Linked DNA regions of Mus musculus: region 1 is linked to region 2. The links are chromatin contacts, called in public Hi-C maps. All regions are on one chromosome and are shown on one strand. The core of a region is the stretch at or near the end of the contact, and the rest is flanking DNA. Distances in the headings are between cores, read along the strand shown.

What was found. A called contact is a pair of places that touch in the nucleus more often than the background predicts.
Region 1: a Hi-C map of the N1E-115 cell line shows a contact between it and region 2, with 7 times the contacts expected there. The contact joins two enhancer-like sites. A contact is called at or near these places in 2 of 484 Hi-C or Micro-C datasets (the N1E-115 cell line and liver) and 1 of 9 other capture datasets (liver).

The regions. Positions count from the first base shown.
Region 1 is chr9:121,878,420-121,884,151 of GRCm38.p6, reverse strand. No RefSeq gene overlaps it. Among named protein-coding and RNA genes, the nearest start is that of Ackr2, 17 kb to the left of the region's middle. Within about 2 kb of position 2,366, at least 96 of the 459 cell types and tissues checked have an H3K27ac peak or open chromatin away from gene starts, as enhancers often do. A contact at or near this core is called in the N1E-115 cell line, where this site is marked.
Region 2 is chr9:122,230,603-122,235,758 of GRCm38.p6, reverse strand. The region is part of intron 11 of Ano10 (anoctamin 10); the gene reads left to right. Among named protein-coding and RNA genes, the nearest start is that of Mir8106, 41 kb to the left of the region's middle. Within about 2 kb of position 1,973, at least 59 of the 459 cell types and tissues checked have an H3K27ac peak or open chromatin away from gene starts, as enhancers often do. A contact at or near this core is called in the N1E-115 cell line, where this site is marked.

The sequences.
Region 1 (5,732 bases), core at 1,117-3,616, 350 kb after region 2:
GGGAAAAATTCCTGAATAGAACAGCAATGGCTTGTGCTGTAAGATTGAGAATCAACAAAAGGGACCTCATAAAATTGCAACGCTTCTGTAAGGCAAAAGACACTGTCAGTAAGACAAAAAGGCCACCAACAGATTGGGAAAGGATCTTTACCAATACTAAATCAGATAGGGGACTAATATCCAATATATATAAAGATCTCATGAAGGTAGACTCCAGAAAATCAAATAACCCCATTAAAAAATGGGGCTCAGAGCTAAACAAAGAATTCTCACCTGAGGAATACCGAATGGCTGAGAAGCACCTGAAAAAATGTTCAGCATCCTTAATCATCAGGAAAATGCAAATCAAAACAACCCTGAGATTCCACCTCACACCAGTCAGAATGGCTAAGATCAAAAATTCAGGTGACAGCAGATGCTGGCGAGGATGCGGAGAAAGAGGAACACTCCTCCATTGTTGCTGGGATTGCAAGCTTGTACAACCACTCTGGAAATCAGTCTAGTGGTTCCTCAGAAAACTGGACATAGTACTACTGGAGGATCCCGCAATACCTCTCCTGGGCATATATCCAGAAGATGTTCCATCTGGTAAGAAGGACACATGCTCCACTATGCCTTATTTATAATAGCCAGAAGCTGGAAAGAACCCAGATGCCCCTCAACAGAGGAATGGATACAGAAAATGTGGTACATTTACACAATGGAGTACTACTCAGCTATTAAAAACAATGAATTTATGAAATTCCTAGGCAAATGGATGGACCTGGAGGGTAATCATCCTGAGTGAGGTATCCCAATCACAAAAGAACTCACACAATATGTACTCAATGATAAGTGGATATTAGCCCAGAAACTTAGAATACCCAAGATACAATTTACAAAACACATGAAACTCAAGAAGAAGGAAGACCAAAGTTTGGACACTTTGCCCCTTCTTAGAATTGGGAACAAAACACCCATGGAAGGAGTTACAGAGACAAAGTTTGGAGCTGAGACGAAAGGATGGACCATCTAGAGACTGCCACACCTGGGGATCCATCCCATAATCAGCCTCCAAATGCTGACACCACTGCATACGACAGTAAGATTTTGCTGAAAGGACCCTGATATAGCTGTCTCTTGTGAGGCTATGCCGGTGCCTGACAAACACAGAAGTGGATGCTCACAGTGAGCTATTGGATGGAACACAGGGCCCCCAATGGAGGAGGGACTAATACCCAATATATATAAAGAACTCAAGAAGGTGGACTCCAGAAAATCCCAAGGAGCTGAAGAAGTCTGCAACCCTATAGGTGGAACAACAATATAGACTAACCAGTACCCCCAGAGCTTGTGTCTCTAGCTGCATATGTAGCAGAAGATGGCCTAGTCGGCCATCATTGGGAAGAGAGGCCCCTTGGTCTTGCAAACTTTATATGCCTCAGTACAGGGGAACGCCAGGGCCAAGAAGTGGGAGTGGATGGGTAGGGGAGTGGGGGGGGGGGTAATGGGGGACTTTTGGGATAGCATTTGAAATGTAAATGAAGAAAATACCTAATAAAAATAAAATAAAACCGAAAAAAGAAAAAGAAAAAAGAAGTCAAGTCACAAGGATGGGATAAGGCCTGTGGGAACATCCCAAGTGCAACCTCCAGGTTGTTTACCCACAAGAGGTTATGTGAGCATCAGGAGGCTGCCTTCAGTGCACAGCCACAGCCTCTCTTATTCATGGCTAACTGCTTGGAGATTGCTCAGGGTCTGTGGTTGATCTCATGGCTGAATGTTGGTTAGGACAGCAAGGCTGTGCCACGAAGGGTGGGGTCAGTGTTTACAAACGGCTGACAGGCTGCACAAACGGAAAAACGGGACTCACTTCCTGCCCGTGCAGCTCATTCAGAAATCCATCATGACTAAGGGACACTGCCCTTTCCAGACGGGGGCTCCTGGAAGGGAGAATTGTGTCTTGTTTTTCTGTGGTACTCTGAGTCCACAGTGGCCCATTGGATACACTGAAGCCTCAGGAAGTGTCTGGGACCTTGCTGATAAACATGAGTCCCACACTGTGTTCACTGTCTGTCGGATGATGGACCAGGTTTCCAGTGACACAGGGCAAGGGAAACAAGTTGGAGGTGACAGAGGGAATCTGGATCCACAGCTGGCATGCAAAAGGTCTGGGGACTTGGAAGCAGGATTACACCTCCTCGTCATTCCTTCATTTGGAATATGACCCCACAGTTTGTCAGCACTAAAGCTGAATTTCATATCCCGTCAACAGACATCACCCATGACTTCCTGGAAAATCTGTTTCCCAGAACTACTGGTGTATCTTGAATTTAGAACACTAGTAAACATACAAAGGGCTGGGAGATGTCTCAGTGGGTAAAGTGCTTTCTGAACAAGCGTGAGGACCTGAGTTCATACAAAGAGCTGGGTGTTGGGGGCCTGAGGGCTGCTTTAGCCGTTAAGAGCATTGGCTGCCCTTCCAAGATCCGAGACTCCCAGCATGCACACAATGGCTCACAACTGTCTGTAACTCTAGTTCCAGGGGATATGGTGCAGTTATACATGCAAGCATAAAAATTAAATTTTAAAATTAAAAAAAAAAAAAAAAAAAGATGAGTGGGTGGCACCCATCTGTAATTCTATTGCTGGAGAGAGACAGGCAGATCCCTGGAGTTTGCTGCCCTCTAGCCGAGCTGGTGAATGCCAGGTTCACCGTGGACACATGTGTACACCCACATACAAATACACATAGACACAACATACAGTGTACCACAGTTTCTTAAAGTTGTGGCGACTGAGCCAGATTCTTTTAGGATCCCTACAATTTCGACAGGCTCCCAGATTCAAACATTCCAGAGATTTGAGCCGGAACAAGGTCATGAAACCAAATGTTCCTGAAGACGAAGAGTTCTCTGTTTAAATCCGGATCACACTCCTGCTCAGACCAAGGCCCCCTGCAGAAGCCTGTTTAATTTCTTTAGGATTTTTATTTTTATATGTATGCATGTGCTTATGCACACGTGTTCACGTGCTCAGGTAACCACGGAAGCCAGAAACGAGCTTCCGCCCACCCCCGCCCCGCCCTCGCCCCAGCGGAAGCCACAGGGAGTCGTGAGCCACTTGACCTGGGTGTTAAGAGCTGAAGTCAAACCATCTGGAAGAACAGCAAGTGCGCCTAACAGCTGAGCCATCTCTCCAGCCCATCAGCCACTAGCAAGGAAGAGACCAGCGCCCTCTACTGGGAGCACGTCTAAGAATCTGTAACATCCTAATAGCATCCATTCACCAAGCGTTTGGGTTCCAGGGCCATTTTCATTTCCCCAAGGAAGTTTGCAGGCTCATTACCAGAGGCTGGGACATCTTGGGGGACACATGCCTATGCCCACATAATGGGCACACCTTAACTCAAAGTGCCTCCCTTCACGCCCCCACATCCTTCATGTTACACATTCCTTCTTGGCAGTGCAAGATTCCCTCTTCCTTGCTTACTGGGAGTCAGGGACAGCCTGACTACAGGGCAACTCTCCCTTCCACTGAGACCTAAAAGAAACCCACACTTTGCCTTGAGGGTCTGAACTCTCATTGGAGCTTCCACCACGTTCGTGGTGCTAAACTAATAAATCTCTTACTAGACAGGATAATCTGCCTTAGTGTCCCACCTCAACCCCAAACCGGAGACCTTTCACTCTGTGGCCCAAAACAGCCAACCAATACGCAATCTGTGGCAGGGAGGATTGCGTCTGAGGTAGTTTGGAAGTGAGAGAAAGTTTTATAGAGGTCACCACGTGAGGAGTTTGGGGAAGATGCTAAAGCCTGCCGCACTAGTCATCTTTGCAAAGGCCTGAAAGAGGGGAGACCTGTGGACGAGGCAGTTGCCAACAAACGACTGGGTAGTCTGAGTGGGCATTCCTGGGCTCTCTGTATGGTCAAGATCCACCCTGCAGGATCTCACTTCACCTCCTGCACCTAAGGTGACTCCTTTGGCATCTGCACACAGTGCCAGGAACCTTCTGAGTGGTTGTGCCTAGTGCACCACGGTGCCTCACAGTGCACTGCCTCTCTCTCTGCAGGCTGCAACTGCTCCAGGGCCTCGGTGCTCTCTGACGTACATCTAGGCTTGTCTTGTCCTATCCATTTGATGTGTTTGTAGTTTGTCAACTCCTCTAGAGCCGTGACTTACAAAGACATTACCAGAATTTTAGGATCAAAGCCTAGCTCTGGATGTCCCAGTAAGGTAGTTAGTTCAGCCTCCCAGCCCCAATAATGGCAATCGATCAAAGAGTCAAGTAATAGTGAAAAGCAGAGAAAAGTTTATTCAGTCTGTGGCTACACTGAGATGAGGAACAGTGAGGTGCAGGACACCCATGTCTGTATTCAGGGTCATGACATGAGGTTTAGAATGCGTGTGTGTGTTTCTGTGTGTGTGTGTCTGTGTATGTGTCTGTGTATCTGTGTGTGTCTGTCTGTGTCTGTCCTGTGTCTGTGTCTCTCTGTGTGGCTGTGTGTTTGTGTGTCTCTGTGTGTCTGTGTTGTGTATGTCTCTGTGTGTGTCTGTATGTCTATGTATGTGTCTGTATGTCTGTGTCTGTGTTGTGTCTGTATGTGTTCCTGTGTGTCTGTGTGTGTTGTGTCTGTATGTGTTTCTCTGTGTTTTTGTGTGTGTCTGTGTGAATATGTATCTCTGTGTTGTATCTGTGGATGTGTGTGTTTCTGTGTTTGTGTGTGTGCATATGTCTGGGTCTGTGTTGTGTCTGTGTGTCTTTGTGTGTGTCTGTGTCTGTAGGTGTTTCTCTCTGTGTATGTTTGTGTGTATATGTGGAAGCCAGAGTTAGATATCAGTTATCTTTCTCAGTTGCTCTCTACCTTACTCTCTGGTTCTCTCACTGATTCTGCTAGACTAGCTGGCCAGCAAGCCCAGGATCCTCCTGTGGGAAGCCACATGTGCCGTTGCAGAGTAGCGCTGGCTACTGCTGGCCACCACGCATAAGTTTGGACAAATAACCAATGTGTACATATGCAGTAAAGTTTTTTTGTCCAGTCACTGCCTGGCCCGACGCATATTAATCAGGTACTGGTAGCATAACCAATCAGGTATGGACACGTCACTCCTAGGCCTATATAAGCAGCACCATTTCTGGGCTCAGGGTCTTTCGCCTCTGCAATCAATGCTCTCCCAATAAACGTGTGCAGAAGGATCCTATTGTGGCGTCGTTCTTGCTGGCGAGTCGGGCGCGCAAGATCCTCCTGCCTCCACTTCCCTGCTCCGGGATTATGCCAACCACAAAGCCTCTGTCTTGATCACTGAGTGGTCCTTGTGACCTCAGGACCATACTTGAGTCTAGCAGACCTAAGGAGCTCCCAGAGGACTTGGGGGAGTGGCTACAGGCAAATAACACAGAAGCTGTCGTCTTGACCTCTTGTGTCCTATCCTGGCTGCAGAATACCCTGAGACATCTCTAAGACAGTGATTGTGGATGGTTACAGCCAGGTCCAGCTTTGAGCATGGGTGCTGGAGATCCAAACTCGGGCTCCTTACTGACTGAGGTAGTTCCTCAACCAGAGGCTTGGGCAAGAGATAATCCTAACTCTGCAGTCCTGGTAAAGGTATGCCCCTGCCCAGCACGTCTACACGAGTCTCTTCTGTAAGGTGATCTGACTAGTTGTCAGACCGTGTGAAATAATCTCTCTGGAGACAGGCTCCTCCTTGAGCTAGCACCAGCATGTCAAGTATTCCCTGCCCCCTGCATAGG
Region 2 (5,156 bases), core at 724-3,223:
AAGTCACATACTCAGTGGTGTAAGGCTGGACACTGCCTAAGATCAGGAATGGGAAAAAGATGGCAACTCAAACTTGAGCAGGTTCTGGAAGGCTAGCTGAGGTGTTCAGTCAAGAACACAGGACAAACACATTGTTTTTAAAGAAGTGTACCACTGAATGATAGACAGAACGCAAGCTCTTCTGTAGACAAGACCCTAAGTAATCCAGTGTTGCAGGAAGTATTAAAAATCCAAACGGCATGTTCTGAGCATGCTCTGAGCTCGTGCCGGCAACTCTCTGCCCCAGCGGCCTGGCCAGACATACACTGGCGGACAATGGCTGACCTGTTCTTGTCTCGTAGAGACTCTCTGGCCCGGAGCTCCCAAAACATCTCCACCCAGCTTGCTAAGTTCCTACACGTCAGCCCCATGCTTCAGATCCCCCACAGCCTTTGCAGTGTACCTCAGGCAAACCCACACTTTAATGCAACCTTTCTCTCTTGAACCCAGACAAGCCACTGTGTGAAGGAAAACACAACACAAACTTAGTTCAGAAAAGATGGTAACTCAATTGCTGGGTACAACAACTAAAATCCTAATCTTGTAAGCCTTATTAAATCTAAATCTTCCTGTATCAAATCCTGACTGATCCACAATTGAAATGGGAAACACTCGTAGCTACATCTTGTCTTCACGCTATCCCTGTCCCAAAAAACCTAACTCTCTCCTGCTTCCTCACTTCCTCAGTCCAACCTGGAAGTCCCTCCTACTCACCAAGTGATTGGCTCCTTTATTAATTAGGGTATTGGTTCACAAGAAGTCACCTGAGTACGTGTGTCTCATTCTTGTCCACATAATCCCTCCCAGGAGAGTGGAATTAGCATCAAAATACAAACAGCACCAGGCCTATCCACAATACATCCAGTGAGAAGCAGATGGAATGAACAACTGTCAGGAAGGTTACAGACTCTGGGAACAGCTTGGGAAAGGGAACTAGGGTTCTTTGTGGCATCCAACAACACACCATGAGTGAAATGAAGAACACAGTTCCAGGGCTGGAGAGATGGCCCAGTGTTGTAAAGCCTTGGCTACTTTCCCAGAGGACCCAGGTTCAATTCCTAGCACCCATATGGAGGCAGACAACCACCTGTAACTCCAGTTTCAGAGGAGATGTCTGGTTTCTTCCTGCTTGTTCTTGAGTTGCAGACCTTCCCGTTACATCAGGATGACCAAAAAGGCTTTGTTTGTCTGACCACATTAGCATCTAAGGCAGTGGTTCTCAACCTGTGGGTCTCGGCCCCTGTGTGTGTGGTGTGTATGGTTCCATGTCAGGTATTTATATTACAATTCATAACAGTAGCAAAATTACAAATATAAAGTAGTGACACAATAATTTTATGGTTGGGGTCACCACAAAATGAGGAACTGTGTTAGTGGTTTGCAGCATTAGGAAGGTTGAGACCTACTGCCCTAAGAGAATCTGTTTTATGAGTTTAGCAGATATTCTCAACTGATGGAGAAGTAATTGCCCAGTTGTGAGTTTGTAATCGAATTGCTGTGAGCCCCATGGCTGTCGTTACTGAGCCTAATGGAGGGGCTGAAGGGAAACAGAGCCACACATGCCATAAACAAGGCTGTTAACTCTGTAGCCCTGCGCTGAGTCATCTTGACGGATTCTTTAATGATGGGATAAGAGCAGACCCTGACCGTTGCCCCGGCCCCACAGTGTGCATCTTCTCTCTTGTGTTTGAAATTAATATCTTAATTTGGAGTTCTGTGTTCGATATTGAATAGTACTTTCTTCTCAGATGCCCATGGACTGTGTGCCATCTTTGCCACAGGTGCAGCCTGCAGACTGGTTCAAAAGTATGGCAAGCGTGTGTTTTCAGTGTGTGTTTTCAGTGCTTTGAGATAAGCATTGTGAAGCTTCTGAAGTCTGGTGCTGCTGTGCTGTAAACACACTGGCTCATGGTCTCCTGATATTGGCCAGCTTGGGTGGCAGTCAGCTGGTGCGGTGAGTGACACACTGCTGCCCAGGGACTTAACCAACAGGAAGTTATCCACCTACCATTCCAGACACTGGAAGTCCAGGATGCAGGTGCTGGTACAGCAGGCAGGTCTCAGTCCACACTGAGTGCATAAGCTTTGTGATGCCCGTTCACTAGATGTGGATCCGGAATCAGGAGCACACTGCTGTGAATGGAATCAATCGCCTTAGTTACTGTATGCCCCTGTCTTCATACACAGTCACCCTGGGAGCCGGGACTTCACCAAAGAACCCATCTGAGAAATGTCACTGCACAGTCAACCTGAACTAGTGTTGAAGCAGGAAGCTGCTCTGAGTTTCACACTTGAGTATTAATCACACTACGTGACCTTAACATTGAGCACGATTGCTCCTATGGAATGTTTGATCTTTAGAAGAAAACATTTTTAAAAACTGGATTGGACACTAGAAAAACTAATCAGGTAGTTGATTCCTTCAGAGGCCTGGACATAAACTTGGTGTGATTATAGCAGGTAAGTGTGCACAGGTGTGTCTGTGTGCTCTGGCCTGCTGTCCCTTCACAGACCCCACCACCCTGTAGGAGGGGTAGGCAGGGCTTTCCTGCCCCTGCTTGGATGTGGTTTTTACTGCTGTGCACTTTGAAACCACACACATGCTTGACATTTCCCTATCTCTTTGGGGATTGTTTCTTTCCAACCTGCCACTGCTGCTTCCGGTTTAACTGCTCATGGGTCCTGCCTTTGCCTCACATCTGCCTCTTGCTCGCTAGCTTCCTTGCAGCATGCAGACCTTGCATGGCACCACTATGCTTTTTATCTCCTGTCTAGGTGTCTTTGGAAATTCTCTCTCACCTAATTTTTGCTTATCAGAGGACCTCGTCGAGGACTCCCCTCCCTATCCTTCAAGATCTAGTCCAAACATAGCCTTTCCCATTTTCCCTACCTTCCCCCAAATTATGATGAGGTGCCACATGTGTTAGCAGTACCCCCTCTGCTGACAGTTTCTCAGAATGGGAGATGTACTGTTCTCAGTGTTGGCATCACTGTGGTTCTGGGTCATACAGAAGATACACAGCCAGGCTGCAGCCAAGTCAGCTGCAAAGAGAATAGAGCATCCCTGCCCATGTGCTCTGAGAATCAGCTGTGTCTATGGCCACACCACCTGGACCTGCTTCATACATGAGCAGGTGTGAGGTATACATTGAGGGACATAGATATTTGGCTTTATAAAGTAAAGGTGATTTTCAGGCAGATATGGGTGTCAGATGTCAGACCAACATCAGTTCCATAAGGGAGAATTGATAACACTCCACTGTACAGCTTAGCAGGAGGTGTCTCCTAGAGGCAGGACTCCATTAAAGACACTTGGTGAGGTTTTGCACCACCGGGTGAATCAGTGAATGCCCTATGATCTCTTTACTTTTCTCTCTAGCTGGGGAGCTGCAGTGAGAAGCTAGGCAGCAGGATGTGTGAGTGGCTTCTTCTGGAGGCACCGTGGCACTTGTCTTTGTGTGTGTGTTGCACTCCATTACTATGTTGGACTAACTGTGTTGGTCTGTTTTAACTGTCTCTCTCACAAGACTTAAAGCAATAATCCCCCAAAATGAAATCAGTCAAAAGTTCACGAGGCTTTGTGTGTTGCTTATACAAATTCACTAATATCACAATAATCAAATAGTACTGTCTTTGTAGTAGTCTTCTAACTGAGCTACACAGGGTAATAGTTGGTTCTGCCTTAAGCTTGTTGTGATTGTGCTAACCATAAATATAATTGCTTCTACTATGAGAAAGATAACTTTTCTATATTTCTGTCTACTTACCATGCAGAATAAACAAACTCTGGCCAATTGCCACATTAGTAAAAGGACTGTTATTGGCAGTTTTTTCTGTATATCTGATGGGTTTTAATTAAGCATTTACTGAACCACATACTTTTAAAAAAATTTTTACTCCCTCCCTCCCTGTTTCCAGCAGCAATGCAAGGATTGGGGGAAAGCATCTACTCCATCCGAGTCAGTGCACAGTCTCGTAGACTTTAAGCTGAGTTCTTTATTATAATAATTATAGACTCAGACATGATTGTAATTATTTGTGCAAGATTTCATGGACTGCTTATCCAGTTTCCTCTAATGGGGGTGTTTACAGAACCGTGGAGTGTCAAACAGTCATAGAGTCAACTGAGCTTGTACTCTGTGTGTATGTGTATGTATGTGTGTGTGTATCTTTGTGTGTGTGTGTGTATGTGTGTGAGTCTCTCTGTGTGTTTGTACATGTGTCTGTGTGTTATGCATGTATGTGTATTGTTCTCTTCAGTGCCATTGCATGTGTGGGTTTACATGCCCCTAGCCACAGTGGAGCTACAACGGGGTCCCACTTGTAACTCTGTCCCTAGTCTCTTTGTCAGGTGACAGATGTAGTCTCCATGACCCTTTGGGAATCAGGGCCAGTTCGGGTTGTATATCCTAAAATCAAGGTGAGTGTTAGTTATTTTGTCACCGACATGGTGAAGCACCCAGCAGCCCAAGTGGGAAAGGTTTGCTTGGTTCATGGTCTGAAGTGTCAGCTTCCTCTGCTGCTCTCAACCCGAGGCCAGGCAGAACATGACCAGGGCATGTGCCTGTGGTGGAAGAAACTGTGTCCCACAAGTGCCATAGATCAGGGAGATGGGACTCAGGGACTAAGATAAGACACACTCCTCAGAGCACACCACACACACAGACACAGACACACACACACAGACACACACACAAACACAGACACAGACACACACACACACAGACACAGACACACACACACACACACCCTCCCTCATCCAGAGCGAAGCTGACCCACGTGATTGTTCCCTCTCCAGGGCCCAGCCCTGGTGACTAACGGTTCCACTTCCTATCACAGTAAATGACATGTAGTGGAAGGGTTTATTCTGTTCATGGTTTAAGGCATACAGTGGATCATGGTACAGAAGCATGGCAGCCAGGACAGCCCCAAGCCAAACGGCACCAGGCAATGGAAACACATGGATCAGGAAGCAGGGCCAGGCTGTACCCCATGCCCCACCCTGCCCCAAGACCTATCTCAGGGGCCTCCAAAGGCTCCACTGCCTTCCCAAACAGCACACAAGCCTGCAGGGGACATCCCACATTTGGACAGTCACAGGGATCAAACCTTCCCCA